2 separate regions of the Gossypium hirsutum genome follow, and region 1 is linked to region 2. Evidence: chromatin contacts called from public Hi-C data. All regions are on one chromosome and are shown on one strand. Each heading gives the region's core, a stretch centred on a gene start, on an enhancer-like site or on the middle of the called end of the contact. The rest is flanking DNA. Distances are from core to core; before and after follow the strand shown. Region 1 holds the start of LOC107903551 (protochlorophyllide reductase, chloroplastic). Region 2 holds the start of LOC121216898 (vicilin-like seed storage protein At2g18540).

Region 1 (5,950 bases), core at 877-3,376, 470 kb after region 2:
CTCATTTTCATATTTGATAATGGAAGAGAAACTTGAGATTCTTGCAAATTGGGGTGAGTAAATTTTTTATTGACAAACTGCAACTCACAAAGTCATCTACACTCATCAATGGGATCAGATAAGACCCTTAAGCCATTATCAAAGTTCTGCCGCAAAGCATTCAAGGCTCTAAATTTAGGCCAAGCCAACGAGTTTCTCACTAAGCTCCCATATTTTGCGTGCTTTATCTTGATCACTAGCTTCTTGAGATAACTGGTTCTCGAATGAAGCCGAATCCTTGTTCCAGCTCCAGTAAACACCAGATTTCGTCAAGCTAGGATCGCTCACGACCTACATTAGAAGCAATGAAATTGTGTTAATGCACAAAAGATCATAACCGAGCATTCGCATTCGCTATCTTAGTTTTTGTTTATACCTGAGCGAGTCTTTTTCCGGCTTCCTCTTCGGAGACGAACCCCTTGGTGATGTACTTCTGGAATGGAGGGAAGAGGAGCCTGAACAAAGGAATGTGCTCCCTGAACAAGCCGGTGGTAGCTATGCAACCAGGGTACAATGAAGCGAATGTAATGCCGGTTTCCTCATGGAAACGCCTATGGAATTCTTGCATAGTGAGCATATTGCAGACTTTGCTGTCCTTGTATGCTTTGGCACCATCAAAATCTCCACCATCAATCATGGCAGAGCTGTTCAGTCCATTTAGTCCACCTGCAAGTCCTCTTAGATCCCCAAGGTTTGCCTTCGGAGGTACATTACCGGCCAATGTATTTGTGTTTCCTGATTCATTCCATGTTAGTACACCAATACCACAATTCATACAAAAATGCTCATTTTGAATGACATTGGTATAGCAAATTACCTGTTATGGAACCGACGATGATGAGGCGTTTCGATGGATAATCGGATTGCTTCAAATCATCGAGCAATAACCGCGAAAGAAGGAAGTGACCGAGGTGATTAGTCCCCACACTAAGTTCAAATCCTTCAGCAGTGAAAGTGGGTTCCTTGGCAGTTGGTTGATAAACAGCAGCATTGCAAACAAGTACATCAAGAGGTCGGCCTGATCGCTTGTAGCTATCGACGAATTGTCGGACACTGTCGAGGGAGGCAAGGTCTAAATGCATAATGGTGTAGTTTTCTTTTGACATTCCAGCAGACTTAGCAGCTCTCTCAGCCTTGAGAAAGTCCCTGCAAGCCATTATAACATGCCATTTCCCAGTTTCAGCCAAGGCCTTCGCAGTGGCTAAACCCAATCCAGAGGAGGCACCGGTGATGATCACACTACCCTTTCTTAGTGTTTTCTTTCCATCCACTGTAGATCTGGTGATTGCTGGTGTTGCAGTGGCTGTTGTTTGGGCTCTGACAGCCCCAATTCTATGGTTGAATTCCCTCTACAAAGGAAAAAAGCTCAATTACAGGCACAAAAACAGCATAAACACCATAGTTGTCCTATTTAAAGAACTCAGAATCCCAACCTTGCATCTTGAAGCAGAAGAGGTGAAGTCAGCTTTGATGTGATCAGAAAGTGACACTCCAAAGAGAGATGAATCCTTGAAAGAAGCACCAGACTTTCCCTACAAATTAGAACCCCAAAATGTCAAAAACCCCAAACTGAATCAGAAAAAAAAAACAAGAACCAGTTCTTCAGTACAAAGCTGAAAACAAACCTCTTTTGGTACAGAGAAAGTAGATGGAACCAAAGCAGCAGCTTGTAGAGCCATGTATGTACCACTTTGAAATGGCTGTGTAGTGGACCAAAGTGAAGGGTGAGCTCAGTAGTAGAAAGAAGTGAGTGTTTGTTCATTGTGAGAAACGAGCAAAGATATTAAATAGTGACAGGTATGAAAAGATAAGATAATTAAGGAGGGTAAACTTATCTGCCACATCAATTCAATGTAGCCAATGAGCATTGAGTTTGGGATTTTCTGAAATATTTTAATAATGTTTTAGTCCCTAAGTATGGGGATATTTTGGAGTTGTCCCCACCCACCAAGGATGTTCCACTCCCTGTAGTTATGGGCTGGTTTATCGGAAGATTGAAAGGGATAGGGAGTGGTCTCTGGTGAGGTACAGTGGAATGGATTAGAGAGGTGTTTGGAATTGGAGGGGGGAGCCGATGTTTCTGGACTGAGAGTGGCAATTCGGTCCACCTAGTACAAATCCATAATTTATTAAAATTTTATTAAAAAATTCAAATATATATAATTTGATTCAATTCATCTATATCAATTCACGAATTAATTAATTTTTTATTTATTTTAAATTATTTATCGACCGAGAAAATTTATATCAATTTATGGATTATTTTTATATATTTTAAATCATTGATTTTACCTACTAAAGATGAAAAGAGACTTTTAGATTTTAGATTTCAAACTACTTCGCATTCTCTCCATCTAAGAAGAGCATTGCCAGTCAAGGGGTTAGCAAAGACTTCAGTCACCCTAAAATATAAAAAAATACTTTAAAATTTATAAAAATTTAAATCAGTGAAAGTAAAATTATACTTTGACTCTTAAAATAATAAAAATTTTATTTAATCCTTTAAAATTATAAAAATATAGATATTAAAATAGTGAAATTATATTTTTACTAACATCAAAATATATAATTTAATTTCGGTCCCCTAAAAAATTTTTTACTTTAACCTATATGTTCACTGTACACAATTCTTTCCTCTGTCCATGTAGCTGAAATTTTGTCGAAGAAGTAGCTATTCGTTGATTTATATTTTTCTTGCATATTTTAGTTAGGATGATCTTTTTTTAATTTACAAGTAAATTTAAGAAACCACTAAATGTCTTTAATTGGTTAAAAATTTAAAATAAACTAAATAAATAAGAAATATAATATTTTCTTAACTTTCCTTATAAAATGTAAAAACTCCATCCCTAGTATATTAAAAAAAAAGTAAGCTATATAAATGGTGACTCAACTATGCCCGAATTCCTGTTTTGGTCATCTACCGTTAAATCGATAATAGAAAATCTTTTTCTAACTGGTATAACAACACATTTAATCCTCAATACTTACTTACTTTATAAATTTGATCCTAATTCTAAACAATTCAATAAATTCAACCATTCACATTTATAAATCTATCAATTTGATCCTAAAACTTCCTAACCAAACCTTTCAACTTTTAAAACAAAAGCATTCCACATCTATGAATTTAATATTAAAAATATTAAAATAAATGTTTCCCAACAAATTGGAAATAAATTTTAAAAAATATGTATACTTAAATAACACAAAGATAGGTGCAACTTAACAAGTAAATGCATCTAAAATAGTAACAAAATTAACAATAAAACAAGAGTTATATAATATCCAAACAATAACAACATAATAGTAGCAAAATAAAAGTGAAATGGTAGCAAAATAGTGAAAAAAAATGAAAATAGAAACAAAATAATAAAAAAATAGCAAGAAAACAGTAAAAAGAACAACAGTTTTTTTTTGCATATTCAGGCTGGGTCGGCCCAAGCCAAAAAGGTCTTACTCAAGGCCCAACCCGTTTTCTAAACAGGCCAAATTTTTTTTGCCCAAATCTATTTTTCGAGCTTATATTTTTACCCAAACCCTCCCACTTTTCGGGCAAGCCTTCGGAATGTGGAATGTGGAATGCCTCTGCTTTTGAAGCTAAAAGCTTAGGTTAGAAAGTTAGAGGATTAAATTGATATAATTTATAAAGGTAAAGGGTTCTATTTATTGAATTATTTAGAATTAGGATCAAATTAATAGAATATATAAGTAGTGATAACTAAATATGTTATTATACCATTTAGAAAAAGGTTTTTCATTATCAATTTATCAACGGTTAACCAAAACAAGAACGAATTCAAACCTTAGTACCTAAATTGAACACTTTTAAAGTTGAGTGACCAAAATAAGAATACGGACATAATTGGATGGTCATTTGTATAATTTACCCTTAAGAAAATAACAAAAGGTTGACAGATTAACAATTCATATTACAAGTGGTCCTTCATCACTTAAAATCATTAAAATCATTATATATTTATAAGTTTTTTTATACATTAGATGGGTATAATTGAGTATTAACATTGAGATTCATTGTAAAATTTTGATGGCTAATGTAAGGTCTTATATCTTCTTATTTGGAAGAGAATAATTTTGGGGTTTGGAGAATTCCAAATGCTTTCAAGTGGTTAGACTTTTGATTTGGTAAACTTGTTGGAAGGAAAGAATGTTATTGGGCTTAAGTGGGTTTTTAAAAAAGTACCATGCAAATGGAAACATCAAAAAACGTAAGGCAAGACTGGTAGTAAAAGGTTATTCCTAACATTAAGGCATTGACTTCGATGAAACATTCTCTTTTATTGCTTGTTTTGACACGGTGAGAACATTTTTAGCCTTGGCTGCTAAATTAAATTGGCTAGTGTATCAATTTGATGTTAAATCTTCCTTTTTAAATGTGACTTGGAAGAGGAAGTTTGTATTGCTCAATTTGAAGGCTTTGTTGTTAATGGCAAAGAAGATAAAATATACAGGTCAAAAAAGGTGCTTTATGAATTGAAGCAAGTACCTAGAGTATGGTACTTTAAAATTGATTCTTATTTTCAGGAAAATGGTTTTGAAAGAAGTAATTATGAGCCTACTCTTTATATAAAGAGTGAAGGTGAAGATTTTTTGGTGGTATGTTTTTATGTTGATGATATGATTTATATAGGTTCAAACGAATTTTTGTTGCTAAATTTAAAGATTGCATAATGAAGAAGTTTGAAATGTTTAACTCAAGTCTATTGCATTGTTTCCTTGGTCTTGAACTGAAACAAGGTGTTGATGGGATATTTATTTCACAAAGGAAATAAGCAATTGATCCTTTGAAAAGTTTAATATGGCCAATTGTGAGGTTGTTGTCACACCCATGAATATTAATGAGAAGTTGTGTCACGATGATTGAGCTGAAATGGAATGTCACACTTTAAAAGTCTTGCTAATAGTTTAAATTATTCATCTCATACAATACCATATATTTCTTTCTCTATTGGAGTTGTGTCGAGGTTTATACGCAATCCAAGCAAGCTTCACCTTGGAGTTGTAAAGAGAATTTTGAGATATGTTATAGGAACACTCTAGCATGGGATTTGGTATTCTAAAGTTTCAAATTTCAAATTAATTGACTTTACAAACAATGACTGGGCTGGTAGCATTGAAGATAAGAAGAGCGCATTAGATTTCATTTTCATCTTTTGGTCTAGAACAACTTTGTGGAGTTCAAAGAAACATGCATTAGTAACCTTATCAACCTCTAAGGATGAGTATGTAGCTGCAACATCTTCAACTTGACAAGTAGTTTGGTTAAGGAGAATTCTTGCATATTTCAATCAAAACCATATAGTTGTAAAGGAGATATTTTAGGATAAAAGATTGTCTATTGTTATGAAAAAAAACTATCTTTTCATGGTAGAACCAAACACATCGATATTCATTATCATTTTATTTGAAGCCTTGTTTCTACCGAAGGAATTATTTTGAAGGCTTGTGATACAAATGAGCAAGTTGCAAACATTTTTACAAAGCTGATTCTGCAAGCAAAACACGACCTTTTTAAGGAAAAACTTGGTGTTTGTAGCTTTGAATAAGGGGAAGTGTTGAACGTTGGTTCACCTTGATTCAAAGCTAACCTATTATATTAAAGTTAGTTGAATACTTGACAGAAGGTTTTGTGAAACTTTGTTGCTAATAATCAACTTAGTGGGTTGTTTGTTTTGAGATATTTTAGGCTTGTTAGTTATATGTAAGCATATCTATAGAGGCACTAAATTGTCATCATAAAATTTACTTTTATTTTTTTATTTATTATGCAATTGTTTAACCTTATGCTATTTTATTTTAATAATAAATAAATACATTTTTCTTGTAAATTAATTTCTTATTTATTTTTGAATAAATAAATTGAAATTAGGAAAGAACAATAAGTGGATAG
Region 2 (5,756 bases), core at 3,048-5,547:
TAAAAATTTTAATGATGCAATTGGTTTAGGTTTAAATATCACAATATGAAAATTTTTATTAGTTTGTTAAAATAAAAAGATTAAAATACCTTTAAATAATATAATATATTTTAATTACATAAAATCATTTTTATAATTTCTCTAATCGAAATGGTAACCTGATTGAAAATGACATGTTGACATCAACCAAATAAAAGATATTATAAATAGTATAGATATTCACATGCAACACACATAAAATCAAAAAAGTAATTACAAGTTTAGGGGTGAGTAAAATCCGATTCGATTTAAAAAACTCAATAAAAAAATTCAAATTTTGAATTAAATAGTTCGAGTTAATCGAGTTATTCAGATCAACTCGAATAAAAAATCAAAATTTTCAGTTTAACTAGAATATGAATTATACAATTCGAGTTATTCGAAAATTCAAATAAGAAAAGACAAAACTGCGTCATTTTGATAAATGTTTATCTTTTCTAAAGTTAAAAGTCAAAACCATTAAATTAAAATACAAAACTAAGAGCGTGTTTGGTTGGGTGTATTGACTTAATCCGTGGGCCCCACTAAACGCCACTTAATCCCGTGTTTGGTTTGATGTATTGCCTATTACAGGCCTATTACAACACGGATGTATTCCTCATTTTCTCTGCTTCAACAACGATTAGCCATTCCGTTTCAAAAGTAAGGATTAGCTAATCGTTTCTATTTTACCCTCCACAGCCAAAATCTGCTGCTCCACCCCACCCTCTCCCTCCCAACATCAGCAGCAGTTTTTTTCGAACCAAATCTCCACCGTCTCGCGTTTGGGAAGCGAGAAAGTGCGAGAAAAATGAGCGGACCGGGGAAGAAAGTCGTCGATGTCGCGTTCAAAGCATCAAAGAACATTGATTGGGAAGGGATGGCTAAGCTTTTGGTCTCCGATGAGGCTCGCAAAGAGTTCGCTACTCTTCGTCGCACTTTTGATGAAGTTAACTCTACTTTACAAACCAAATTCAGCCAGGTCTTTTTCTTATATTCTCTCTAATCCCTAGCTCCTTTTTAGCATTTTTATTGATTTTTTTCATAGATTTGTTGGGTTAATCCGTTGATTAGATCTTAGGGTTTTAGTTTTTTAATGATGATTTTAATATTTTATATTGAAATAAATTTTCAATAAGGTTGAATTTTTTTGTTCAAGATTTGATTTTGGAACCTTTCTTTTTTCATTTTTAAGGAAATTTTAGTTTTGTTCAAGGTTTCAGTCCTATCTTGTTAATAATTCGATTTCTTAAGCAGGAACCTGAACCCATTGACTGGGAGTACTATAGAAAATGAATTGGCTCACGCCTGGTAGATATGTACAAAGAGGCATATGAGAGTAAGTTAATTTGATAGTTATCTTATTTGGCCTACTCTCTATCCAAATTTCCAGTCATCCTATATATGGTTATGCTTAGATCAGTTGCAGGTCTATAAAATCATAAATTGTTTGGCTTCCACATGTTTGTGTTCCTCATGCGGTGCCACTTCTTGAATTTGTTACTTTGAAGATCATCTCTATGGTACAAGGGAACTATTACTTAGTTGGATGCTGATATGGTCACCTTAAGTAGCTAGCTCTTTCCTTTCTTCACTCTCAGTTTTTGGGGTTTTGGAAAGGGTATTAGTAAAGTATGGATTTTATTGCTATTGCTTTATATTTCTCTGACTGTTTTTTACAGAAATATCAATGCCTGACCTATATCTGGACCATAGAGATGGGGATATGACCCTTCAAGGACCCTACAAATTCTTGGAAAAAAGTTGAACATACCCAGTTTGGACATTTAGCCTGATCTGACACTTGCACTCGAGTTTGTGTAACACAGTTATCAATCATTTTCCAGCTCCAGATCTCCTTGATCTTTCCTAGATCAGTTCCATGCCCCATACTTCACTGAAAGTTAAATGGAAATCAATTGCCAATGAGGACATTGTTTAAATTGGCTGCTATTTTGTTTGCAAATACAATTCTTATTTGTGTGCAAGTCACTTGTTGAATGTTATTAGCATTTAACAATTTCAGATTAATGCCGTAGATGTTTCATTTCAATAATGCTATTATGTGATCAGATTCTTCTGGACACCAAAACTTGAGATACTCCTATACTTATGTTCAAAGTAGAATGAAGAAAATATAGACATCTAGCTACTCAATTCTCACTTGTCTGCAATTTCTAGCAGTCGAAGTAATCATATTTATCATGCTTGTTATAAGGTTTTGATGGAGTTTTGAGGGATTCACCGTTACAAATGTTATATACTCTTCCATTGCATGTGTAGAGATCCCCAAGTTTGTTGACACTGTCACTCCTCAATACAAACCAAAATTTGATGCATTGGTGAGAATCAACAGGATAATTGACTCTCTTTTACCCTGTCTCCAAGTTTTTTCCTCGAATGATGTGCTATTTATTTGTGGTTATAGCTTGTAGAATTGAAAGAGGCAGAGGAGAAATCCTTGAAAGAGTCTGAGCGATTGGAGAAAGAAATTGCCGAGGTTCAAGAACTTAAGGTAATAAATAAAACAATGCTGAAATGTGTGTTGTTGTGTTCCAAATCACAATTGCTGAATTTTTTATCTTTTTTTATGAGCAGCAAAAGATCAGCACCATGACCGCAGACAAGTACTTTGAGAAACATCCAGAGCTTAAAAAGAAATTCGATGATGAGATCCGGAATGACTACTGGGGCTATTGACATCTTTGTGAATTTAATGGCCAAGCTTTTGGTCTCGACTAGAATTTCTGAACCGTTTCTGTTGTTTTAACCCCTTTTTCTCTTGTGCGGTGATCTGGGTTGGAAAGATTAGGCTGAATGATAAGAAAATAATTGTGTGAGAAAAATTTATCCAATCATTTGAGAAACAAGGTGGATCTTGTAAGACATGCATTCTATTTAGCAGGCATCCCCAGTCATACTTTCATGGCAAAATTTTTACTGTCTGCCCTCTTCATTCCATTCTGTTTTATGTTTATTATTTGAATATTATCTAGATACAATTGAATTTGGACACCTATTTATCTAGATCCATTCTATATGTATTTTTTAATAAGTGGTTATTTATATTATTAGTATTTTGAAATTTTAAATTATATAAATTAATATAAAAAAGATTTTTACATCAAGAATGAATTTATTGATTCAAGTGCATCTAGACAATCATTTATCCAAATTCATCGGGACGTGCTTTTTAGTTCTTTTTAATATTAATTATTTTAAATTGTATAAATTCATATAAGAAAATTTATTATCAAGAATTTTATGAAATTATATATTATTATTAAATTATATGTAATAATAATTATTTTAAATTATACAAATTCATATAAGATAATTTATTAATTATAATTATTTTAAATTTTATTAAATCATATATTTTAATTAAAATATATTTAATATTAATTATTTCAAATTATCTTTTATAGTATCATATATTATGATTTGAGTAAATTCATATAAGAATATTAATTATTAAGAATTTTATTAAATTATATATTTTAATTATAATATATTTAATAATAATTATGTTAATTTATATTTTATAGTATCATATATTATGATTTGAGTAAATTCATATAAGAATATTGATTATTAAGAATTTTATTAAATTATATATTTTAATTATAATATATTTAATAATAATTATGTTTAAATATGATTAAATCATTTATTATTGATATTAATAATCTTATTAAAATTTAAATAACAATAACAATAATCATTTACCAAAACAAATTTATGGTAAGGGTATTTTAGTCATTTTAGTTTTTTCCATTATGCTATTATACCTCTATTCCATTCAACCAAACACAATATTACTATTACGCCTCTATTCTATTACATTCAACCAAACAATTGATTTGTTATTACGCCTCTATTTCATTACGCCTCTAATCCATTACGCCTCTATTCCAATACAGCGAAGCATTGTTTTGATAAATGTTTACCCATGAAGTTAAAATGCAAAATTATTATATTATTTATGTAGTTAAATAATCTTATATTTCGTTTACTTGTTAAATAATCAGTCCATGTAAACAAAACATTGAGTATAAATAATATAATTTGTTAACTTGACTCGAAATTTTTTTAATCGATTTGAAAAATTTCAAATTAAGTTCGATTGTTAAAATAGGATTTATCAACTCCACTAACTTAAAATATTTCGACTCGATCGAATACTCACAATTAATAACAACCAAATATGATTTCTTAAAATAACTAGTTAGACAAAAAAAACATAAATCATGGGATCTAAGTCAAGTGATGCTAATGAAAGCCCACTTAGAGGATGTAAAAGCAGGTTAGCCCGACCCAGTTTTCATTTCCATTTTCCGAGTTCCGTAATCATTTTCTTTGCAACCAAACACGCTTCTCTTTTAGGGGCCTCCACCCCAACCTACAAATTATTGTTAAATCCCTCGCTTTCGTCCTCCTTTCAATCTCAAAACCTCGAAGAACCAGAGAATATGGGTAAATATCGAAACGGTTCTCTCTCAGAGAACTCCGACGAAGAAACGGGAACACCATCTAAACCCAAACCCAAACACAAATCCGACTCAGAATCCGAAGATACAAAGCCCAGAAGCCACAGCAAAAGCGACAAAGGGAAACGACCGAGCAAACCACGAAGAAGACACGACAGCAGCAGCGGTATCAGTGAAGAGTATTCGTATTCGGACTCAGAATCCGAATCGGAATCCCAGTCGGAGTATTCGGAAACGGAATCAGGGTATTCGGATTCGGAGGAGGAGAGGAGGAGGAGGAAGAGGAAGAGAAGGGAGAGAGAAGAAAGGGAAAGGAAAAGGAGGAAGAAAGAGAAGGAAAAGAAAAGGAGAAAGAAAGAAAAAGAGAGAGACGAGGAGAGGAAAAGAAAGAAGAGAAAAGAGAAAGAAAGGAAAGCAAAGAAAAAGAAGGATAAGTTAGAGAAAGGGAAGAAAGGTGCTGTTACAAATTCGTGGGGGAAATATGGAATTATCAGAGAAACTGATATGTGGTAAGTTTCATTTACTTCTCTATTTTTCTTTGAGAAATTGTTGGAAATGGAACAAGTTTTACGTATATGAAAATGGGAATTCTGGGTATGCTTCTTGTAAAATTTCATATTTCAGTTGCCAAAAATGCTGGTTCCAAGGTTTTATTATGGTTGAGATTGAAATTCTTATTTATTTTAGTTTTTTTGCTTCTTGGAAATTGTTGGAATTGAAACTAATTTATATATGTGGAAATTTGCAGCTTAATTTTAAGTTGGAAATGTTCTTAGAATGTTATATTTCAACTGTTAAAATTTCATCCTTAAAAACTGCTCCTCTCTCAGAATGGGTTACGCCTGGCATGCCATGAATAACTGTTTGGTTATGTTAGTCATGCCAGTTTTTAATAGTAAGAATGATGAAATTTGTAATAGAAAGAATCAATTTGCTCTTTAATCTAATATACAGGAACTAATTTGCTACTTTTTGAATAAAGGGATAAAACTCAATCTGATTCCTAGTATAGGGCCTTCATGATACTTTTACCCTTTTAAGTTAGAAAAATGCTAACTCCTATCTTGCATTATTATTGAGATTGAAAATTGGAGCCTCTTATTACTGTTTCTGTAATGTGTAGGAATAAGCGACCTGAATTCACAGCATGGTTAGCTGAAGTGAAACAGGTATTTAAATGAGCTATTTCTCAGGTTATTTATTAACGGTGAATGTATGGTTTTATGTTCAATTTGTCGTGAGAGAAAT

The links. A called contact is a pair of places that touch in the nucleus more often than the background predicts.
Region 1: a Hi-C map of leaf shows a contact between it and region 2, with 1.7 times the contacts expected there. The contact joins the promoter of LOC107903551 here to the promoter of LOC121216898 in region 2. A contact is called at or near these places in 2 of 34 Hi-C or Micro-C datasets (hypocotyl and leaf).

The regions. Positions count from the first base shown.
Region 1 is chrD05:61,059,995-61,065,944 of Gossypium_hirsutum_v2.1, forward strand. It overlaps LOC107903551 (protochlorophyllide reductase, chloroplastic), which reads right to left and starts at 2,127. Exons shown (of 5, transcript XM_016829632.2): 1 at 1,665-2,127; 2 at 1,473-1,571; 3 at 857-1,388; 4 at 416-774; 5 at 39-330. The coding sequence starts at 1,718. The coding sequence ends at 175.
Region 2 is chrD05:60,587,109-60,592,864 of Gossypium_hirsutum_v2.1, forward strand. LOC121216898 (vicilin-like seed storage protein At2g18540) reads left to right here and starts at 4,298. Exons shown (of 8, transcript XM_041092398.1): 1 at 4,298-5,017; 2 at 5,632-5,677. The coding sequence starts at 4,491. It also overlaps the pseudogene LOC107909502.